Regions from separate parts of the Anas platyrhynchos genome. Here region 1 is linked to region 2. Evidence: chromatin contacts called from public Hi-C data. All regions are on one chromosome and are shown on one strand. The core of a region is the stretch at or near the end of the contact, and the rest is flanking DNA. Distances in the headings are between cores, read along the strand shown. Region 1 holds the start of CIDEA (cell death inducing DFFA like effector a). Region 2 overlaps AFG3L2 (AFG3 like matrix AAA peptidase subunit 2).

Region 1 (3,974 bases), core at 657-3,156, 35 kb after region 2:
AAGCTAAGCATTTTCCTCCTGGATCACAACCAGGGAGGAAGGCAAGATGACAAAATAGCAGAGGAAGACGCTATAACTTCCCCTCCATAGACGGAAAGTGTGCTAGGACAGGGCGTGTGTGTGTATGTGTGTGTTAATCTCTGCACTGACTAAGCAGTGCCCCAATCACCCTGCCAGTCTGCAGGCAGCTCCCACTCTGAATCACTCCAGTCTCTTCCTCAGGTATGAAGCCTGTGCATTTATCTCCGTGCTGGTGACCCCACTTTGCTGGGCACCTGACTGCTAGCACGTGCAGCATTTAGGATTCAGGACAGAACACCTCCAGAGCTAGCACAGCCTGTTCCCCCCTCACACGTTTGAAAACTACACGTAGAATAGTTCCTTGAGTGGTATATATCACAATACTGCCAAGATGTTTTTTGTGATGACAGAAGATACCAGTCCTGTTCTTTGCTATTACCTAAGAGCAAGCGTTCATCTTGGGCATTAGCAGAGCCAACTCTATAAGCCATTTTTTGTAGCTCTAAGAAAATTTTCTTCAGAGCTCAACAACCACGATCCTACACAGTTGCCTAGTTCTATTGGAGGAAAGAAGTCAGAAACAAAAAGATTAATAAACCAGGACTTTCAATCAGTTCAACCATACTGCCACTTCACAGCAGTCCAAGTCTCGGGTAGTTATTTAACATCAATGCTATTCCACGTATGTTTCCGTAAGACTAGTCAATATCTTTCAAGTAAGTCTGCCCGTGAAGAAGTGAGTCTAGAGCATGGTGAGGTTTCAGACAATATTAAGTACTAGGTAACAAAAGCCAGTGTATTAAAAAAAGAAAAAAAAGCCAGAAAGCCAAGTGAACCCTTCCGTTTCTGGGTCAATTGCCCAAAGCCTGTTCTGCTTGTTTCCCCTCACACATATGTAAACCAGAGACTCAAAGGGGCTTGTTCATGGCTCACAGAAAGAAATATCACTTATTTTTTTGCAGGGAATTCCCCTACTAGATTGGAGCTACTGAAAATAATTGCATACTAAAAGGTAATGGGAATAAGTCAGGGAATGAGTGGTACAGAGCAAAGGGATGGTGCTGAAGTGCAGGTCTTCGCTCTTCCCTACAGGAGAAGGGATCCTATGTCAGTGGAAAATACAAGAACTCAGAAAAGTGTTTATAACTGAGGAAGAAATTATCTTCAACATCACCCAGCTTGCCCTGTGTAACGCCAAGCACCCAGAGACCTACAGACGCTGTCCCAAGCATTTGGTGCAGTGTCAGGGCAGGGGGCCAGCTGAGCTCTTTGTTTTGGAGGAGAAACCAGGGATTAACAACCTGCCCCGAGCCCTGTAGGCTAACTTCACCCTTTATCTTTGCTTGCCATGTGCCCTGTATGTTTGTCTAAGAACGTGGTGCAATGGTCCCCAGCCTCAGGAAAGCCAACATTGCACAACGCAAGCGGCTTCAGAATATGGCACGGCTGGATTTTTAGGGTAGAGTTCACAGTCGAGCGACAGCAGCAATAACAAAGCCAAAAATAAGTCAGAAATCAGCCAGGACACTGCGTGTCCCACCTGGCTTCCCGGTTACAACAGCCTGAGAAGACCCCACAGCCCTGAGGCGCAGAAGGGGAGCGGCGCCCGCCCAGCACACCCCAAACGCCACCACCGACCCCGGGACGAGCGGGGAGGGCGCCGAGCTCCCCCGCCAAGCAAACCTCCACTTTTCAGGCTTCTTTAAAAATAAATTAAAAGGAAACGGAGCCGCGGGGGCACTCACCGCACCGCCGAGCCCACGTAGCCCCTCGCCCCCTCCATGTCTTGGCCCTCCCCGGCCGTCAGGCAGCGCCGGCCGCCACCGCCCTTAATGGGGAGCGGGGCCGCTCCGCCTCCACGGCCGGCCTGCCCCTGGGCCGGCCCTCAGCCCGCCCCCGGCCAAGGGGAGGCATGGCCATGAGGTGGGCTGCCTTGCAGGAGCCTTGTCCTTGTCCTATCCTTGTCCATGCCACCCCCGGACCCCCTTCTTCCCCCGCCCCGAGACCCCTTTGGCTCCAAGCTCCCCCCTGGCACGACGAGTGGTGGCGGGGTTGTGCTGACAGGTGCCAGGCGAAGCACCTCAGAGGGAAGATTTATCGTTGTTATTATTATTATTCCCAATGAGTTTTTTTTTCCTTGTTGTTTACCCAGGGAAGGAAAGATAAAGATTGCTTGTTCCGTGTATATCTGAGTTACAGCTAATATAGCAACAGCAGGAGCCAATCCCATTTGAAGCCTCTAAGCATTAAGAGTAAATCAACAGATTAAAGTGCTTTGGCTTCTGATTTTAGAGCCTGGGAATAAGCTTACAACTTGGATTAATGTATGTAGTAGCCTCACTGGAGGTATTTAGCCTTCCTAGGGTATGGGCAGCAGTGATTTCTGTTTATGGGGCAGGTAAACATGTCATTTTTTCCTTTTCATGCTGGCCCACAGGCACAAGTACAGTATGTTTCAGCTCTGACACAACATGATCATTTTGACAGCTCTAAAACCACGACCACAGAGAAACCAAGGCAGATCCTGGCTGCTCCGTGCCCCACTGACCTAGGGCCAGCCGGTGAGCAGGGAGCTCTGTGCCACTGCCCGATGGCAGGAGGCTGGATCCGGAAGGTTCCACAGGGACACCTCGGTGACAGAGCCTGGACCTCGCCCAGGGTCACCCCATGGATGGGACTGTTTTTCTGGTCCATCTTGTTGAGCACAAAGGAGCCACCCACCTGATTTCTTTGCTTTCCAGGCTTCATCAGCACCCAGCCAATCCCTGCATAAATGTTCTCAAGCCTCAGCTCTGGGGCCCTTATCGGCTGTAAAAGAAAACAAACCTTTTAATCTGGGACAAATTGTGTTGTGTCCCCCCACCTAGCAGAGTAAGCAATCCCACTTCCCCACAGCAAAGCTCAGACCAGCAGGCTTCCCTGGATGAACCTGAGCTCAGGCTGATCTCTTCTTCCTCAGGCTCCTTAGGGCTTGCAGGTGTGAGGGGCCCCCTTCTGCAAAGTTACCCCCTTCTTTTTCTATCCCCTACTACTTGTAGTTTTGTCACAGTTCCGTGATACACCCCTGATACAAAGTCAAGGAGAATGGGAAATGGGCAGCAGCAGGTATTTCTCTGGGCATTGGACTCAAAGCAGCCTGTTTTCCACTGGGTCTGTATCTTACACTTGCTTGTGGGCACAACTGAGGTTATTTAAGCAAAATGAGCATTTATAATGAATTCTCACTGAGTGTTTCTCTACTGTCAAGAAACGTGTATATACTGCAGCTTTCCCTGTTGTACAGGGAGAAAAGAGTGTCGAAAGAGAAGTTGTGTAAGGTGGTCTGTCTCTTCTGCCACTGTGTAGAGACCTCTGCAGAGGAGCTATGCTTCAGCGACAGGAAAATCTCCTCCTGCCCCAGACATTTGTGCCCTGGCCTGTATGGAAAAATCCATAGAGTTACTGCAATTTCCATATGGTTTCAAACTGCACTCTCCCTTGTGAGTTCATGGGTCTTAGGGGAGAGAGCAGAAGAGAGGCAATGCAGACATCAAGAAAGCAGGCTTAAGTTATCTCCAAGGGCTGTGGGAGAGGACCGTGTGGGATAAGTCTCAGGTTGAGGAAATTGTCATTTTCTTAAATAATTATTATTAATGGGATAAGTATAGATCAATATAGGTTAGATATCGGAAGGGAAGGGAAGGGAAGGGAAGGGAAGGGAAGGGAAGGGAAGGGAAGGGAAGGGAAGGGAAGGGAAGGGAAGGGAAGGGAAGGGAAGGGAAGGGAAGGGGAAAAAATCACGTGGCATATGTAACAGGCAGCAGGATGCACTTGAAGTAGTCTTGAGGCCAAAATACTCAGCAATGTTTTGCTTCAGCCTTCACTGAAAACATAAATCATGCAGGAGGCAAAGTACGTGGCAGATATGAAAGGGAGTGAACACTAGAGGTGGAGTTAAATAAGCAATTGTATTG
Region 2 (3,816 bases), core at 111-2,610:
TTCTCCCCGCCCCTGATTTTGATTTTAAAAAGAATTTGTTTACAGAGAACTGCCATGTAAGTTGACAGTGAAACTGAACACCTGCTTAAATATCTTAAAACGTACTCGTGGTTCAGTGTCCTTGAGTCTGAAACTTAGTTCGGCTCCTGCAGTTTTACTGGTCAGGTTTTTTTACAGAGTTCCGTAAGATATTGAACATATGAATGTGTTGTGTAAATACAGTTTGAGACAATAAAATCAGTACTTTTCTGAGCAAAGTTTCTTTTTTTTTTTTTCCTTTTGATGATTTCTTGGTACAGAATTCAGTTTAGTACAAAATGACTGGAGCATAAAACTTTATTTGTGAGAACAATTTTGCTATCCTAATTTACCAAAACCAGCAGCCAAAGATACTAAATCTGACTGAGTGTCATATTGGTTTGCTGAACCAAAGGGCAATAATTTTCTCTGCCTAGTTTAGCACAGTTGTCTGAGCACAGCAATTGCCTCTGGTTTACCTGCTGCATGCCGAGGCTGTGCTAGTTAGAGAACTTGGCTGTTGAGAAGCTAACTGGCAGTCTCCCCCTCTTTAAAAAAAAAAAAAAGGGAGTGTGGGTGTGGGCTGTGTTGTTTTGTTTTTTATAAGGGAAGGAGAAGAAACAAAACCTCCGCTGGATAACAAATTATTCGAGGCTTAATCTGCCCTCTCAGTTGTAAGGGAATAATTAGTGACTGATTCCATCTGCACGTTGCAACATGCTGGAAAGCGGTAGGGTGGTAAGGGGGAGGTGGAAGTGTCTATGAAAGGTCAGACATTAGCTCTTTGCTTGAGTTATTTGAAGTAAATTGTTTATGGAAATCATTCTTTCAGGATTATTTTACTTTTTCATGATGAAGCTGTTGCCATCAGTGACGTTGCCTGGCTTGCAGTGAAGGGGAACAAGGGGCACAAGGTAAGGAGCAATTCAGGGTGTACTTACTGCACCTCTTTTAGTTGTTAAACAATGTTTCCGTGCGCTACTTTCGAATTTCTTGTTGCAGAATGCACAACAAACAAGCAAATGTCCCAAATAAAACTAAACTTCAGTTCTTTCCTTACTGGAACCGAAGTTTAGAGTGACTGACTTACTGCTATAGTAAACTATTTTATGTCACAGAAGTGACTCAATGTCTGTGACTGAGGAAGCAAGACTGAGGGGTAGATTTACAAAGCTTTTATTAAACGTGAGTCATGAGACCCCTACTCCTTGAAAGAGAGAGACACCCCCACGAAAATTTGCAGTAACTTATACATGACTTGCAGCAGAACACTGGGCAAACACATCCCACCACTACTACGCTGCTCCTGGTGCTGCAGATCCCTGCCCTTTCCCTGCCCAGCAGAGCTCCCGGTGGCGCAGGGCAGGTGTCTGGACTTGGGCTGGCTCCAGCCCTCTGTTTATGCCTCCCCAAGGCCTTGCTCTTCTCCAAGGCTGCTTATCTCAGACCAGGGTTTGGGGTGTTTTTGTCACATAATCCGTTTGTTGCTCCTTGTACAGCCTGTGAAAGTGCTCAGGGGGTGTTTACAGCACTGGGTGCCTGACTTCTTGGTGGAACAGTTAACCCTTTCCTTGCATCTATAAACTTCAAATATGCTTGTATTTAATTCCATGTGTTTTTTCCTCCCGTTTCCCATTAAGTGGAACTTTTTTCCCTTGTTTCTCATAGGCGATGTGCAGCCAGTGCTGAGGACTAAATGTGGTTATGACTTAGAGGTCCCCATCCCATGTTTCCTCATTCCTTGTTTAGCCCCCAACCACCCCTAAAAATCAGGCACAAGCCATACCCAGCCACTCCAAAAATGCCCTAGCTGAATTCTTCTCAGTCTTTACCTGACTGTAAAAGAAACCCCTGCTCTCTGGGAAGTGTTACCCTACACCCTGTTTGTGCTGTCTGTGTAGAGTTTAAACTTCACTCTTCTCTAATTGTGGCGTGCAATTAGTAAGCCTCTGATACTGTTAGGGAGATGCAAGTTCCTTTGCCCCGTTTTCAGAGCATCAGCCTACTTTGTGTAGCCTCACCTCACTAAGTTTTCGTATTCTGTGCCAAAAGTGGCAGAAATTGACTGTGCTGGGATCTTGGAATCCAAACAAAGATAGCAAAGCCAATTAAACTCTGCCCAACCTGCTCCTTTAAAGAGGACTCTTAGCCTACAACTGCAAGGCTTCAAGTGGTTTAGCTTAAATCCAGAAAATCAAGTTTAGTCTGTGCTGTGGCTGCTAATAAAGGCAGATTATTTTTGTTTGCAAACGCAGCGCAGTGCTGCTTCAACTAGCAGGGGCTTGTGCAGCACGAGGGGAGCCACCGCCTTCCCTGGTCCTCCTGCTGCTAGACCCGTGCCCTCTCCCGGCCTTGCCCCTGTTCCCAAGGGGTCACTGCCCTTTCCTAAGAGATTTGTATCCTCAGAGATAACATGCAAGAGAGGAAAGGGAGAAAAACGAGCTCAGGAGGGGAAAAATCAAGCGCCTATGGGAGCTTGGCCCAGGCAGCACATGCAGAAAGGAAGGCTGCTGGGGACTAGGTCGGAAAAACAGCAGGGAATTGAAAAACAAAAGTGGGGAATGTGGAAAAGACAAACAAAGCCAGGCGTGGCTCAGCAGGTACAGTTCAAAATAAGAGAAGTTCCAAAGTAAAGAGCAGAAACTTGCTTGAAAGGAAACGCAACTGAAGGAAATGTCCAGCAAACCTATTAATGAAAGAGATGGCTGGTTTGTGTCAAAAAATAGGAAGGTGATTAGAAAGATGCTTGAGTGAAAAGGAACAGGAAACCTTCTGGCTTCCCGGGGCTCTTACTGCTCTCATGCAAGCTGGTCCTCTGGTGATGTTCCTAGTACAGGATGCTGGGTCATAAGGGTGCTTTTGGTTGTTTTTTTCTTTGCTAAAATCACATGCAAGAGCTGTCTCCTTTTTTTTTTTTCCCCTCTAAAGGTGGCATTAAGTTGCCTCCCTCGTCGCAATACGTTCTAGAAAGCCTCATCCAACGGTTGCAAGTAAACACGTGTAAAAGAATGACTGAGTCAAACCAGGAGCCGGGGACGTTGCAAACTTGGCTTCCACAGGTTCTGGGTGGAATTCTGGCTTGAGCCCATGTAGGAAAAACAAGAGGCTGGCTCACTAAGCAAACACTCAGTTATTCAGGATCTCTGAGATCCCTGGCATTTTTAAAGTATTAACTTTTTAAAAATTAATTTTATTAATATTACCAGAATTTATGGCCGAGACCTAGTAATGAATTCTGTGTGACAATGAAACAAGGTTCCAGAAGCTAAGAGATGGCTGCTCCTACCTCACTCGAAGAAGCTGGGCTACGGCTTCTATGTGTCCTTGATGAAAATTCGGTTTGTTCCAGCTGTGTATGGAACAAAACTGAGCCGACATCTTCTGCTTACACGATAAACAGTTACACAGCTCAGGCACTTTACAGTCTTATTCCCCGAATCCCTAACAAAAGATCACCTCTTTAGGATCCTTGGAAATTATGCTTGTAAAGTGCCTTTTTAAGTATTGAGCAACGCCATTGCTTAGAAAGTGCTTCAGAAGGCGAGAAGACAAAGAGCAAAGAGTTCCTGAAACACATGAAGTTTGGATTTCCACAGGGTTTTTCCTTTGTTTGCTTGTTTTGTTGCCTAGAAACTGACCTAAATAAGACTCTCCGTGTAGACAGAGTGTTCTGGTGGAGGCTCTCTGATGGAGAAGGGCTGTTTAATTGATACGACCAGAAGCACAAAGCATGCGTGAAGAGTGGATACCCAACGGTCCTTCTGTCAAGGCGGCAAGCCAGTGCGGTAAGACAGAGAC

Evidence for each region. A called contact is a pair of places that touch in the nucleus more often than the background predicts.
Region 1: a contact with region 2 is called in a Hi-C map of subcutaneous adipose tissue, with 2.0 times the contacts expected there. The contact joins the promoter of CIDEA here to the enhancer-like site in region 2. A contact is called at or near these places in 4 of 8 Hi-C or Micro-C datasets (liver, skeletal muscle, small yellow follicle and 1 more).

The regions. Positions count from the first base shown.
Region 1 is chr2:49,038,494-49,042,467 of IASCAAS_PekinDuck_T2T, forward strand. CIDEA (cell death inducing DFFA like effector a) reads right to left here and starts at 1,907. Exons shown (of 5, transcript XM_005013097.6): 1 at 1,767-1,907. The coding sequence starts at 1,804. It overlaps LOC140001879 (a long non-coding RNA gene), which reads left to right and starts at 3,817. Exons shown (of 6, transcript XR_011807547.1): 1 at 3,817-3,974.
Region 2 is chr2:49,003,576-49,007,391 of IASCAAS_PekinDuck_T2T, forward strand. AFG3L2 (AFG3 like matrix AAA peptidase subunit 2) reads left to right here. Exons shown (of 17, transcript XM_038173907.2): 17 at 1-257. It overlaps TUBB6 (tubulin beta 6 class V), which reads right to left. Exons shown (of 4, transcript XM_027452070.3): 4 at 1-3,816. Among named protein-coding and RNA genes, the nearest start is that of TUBB6, 10 kb to the right of the region's middle. Within about 2 kb of position 1,361, at least 6 of the 8 cell types and tissues checked have an H3K27ac peak or open chromatin away from gene starts, as enhancers often do. A contact at or near this core is called in small yellow follicle and subcutaneous adipose tissue, where this site is marked.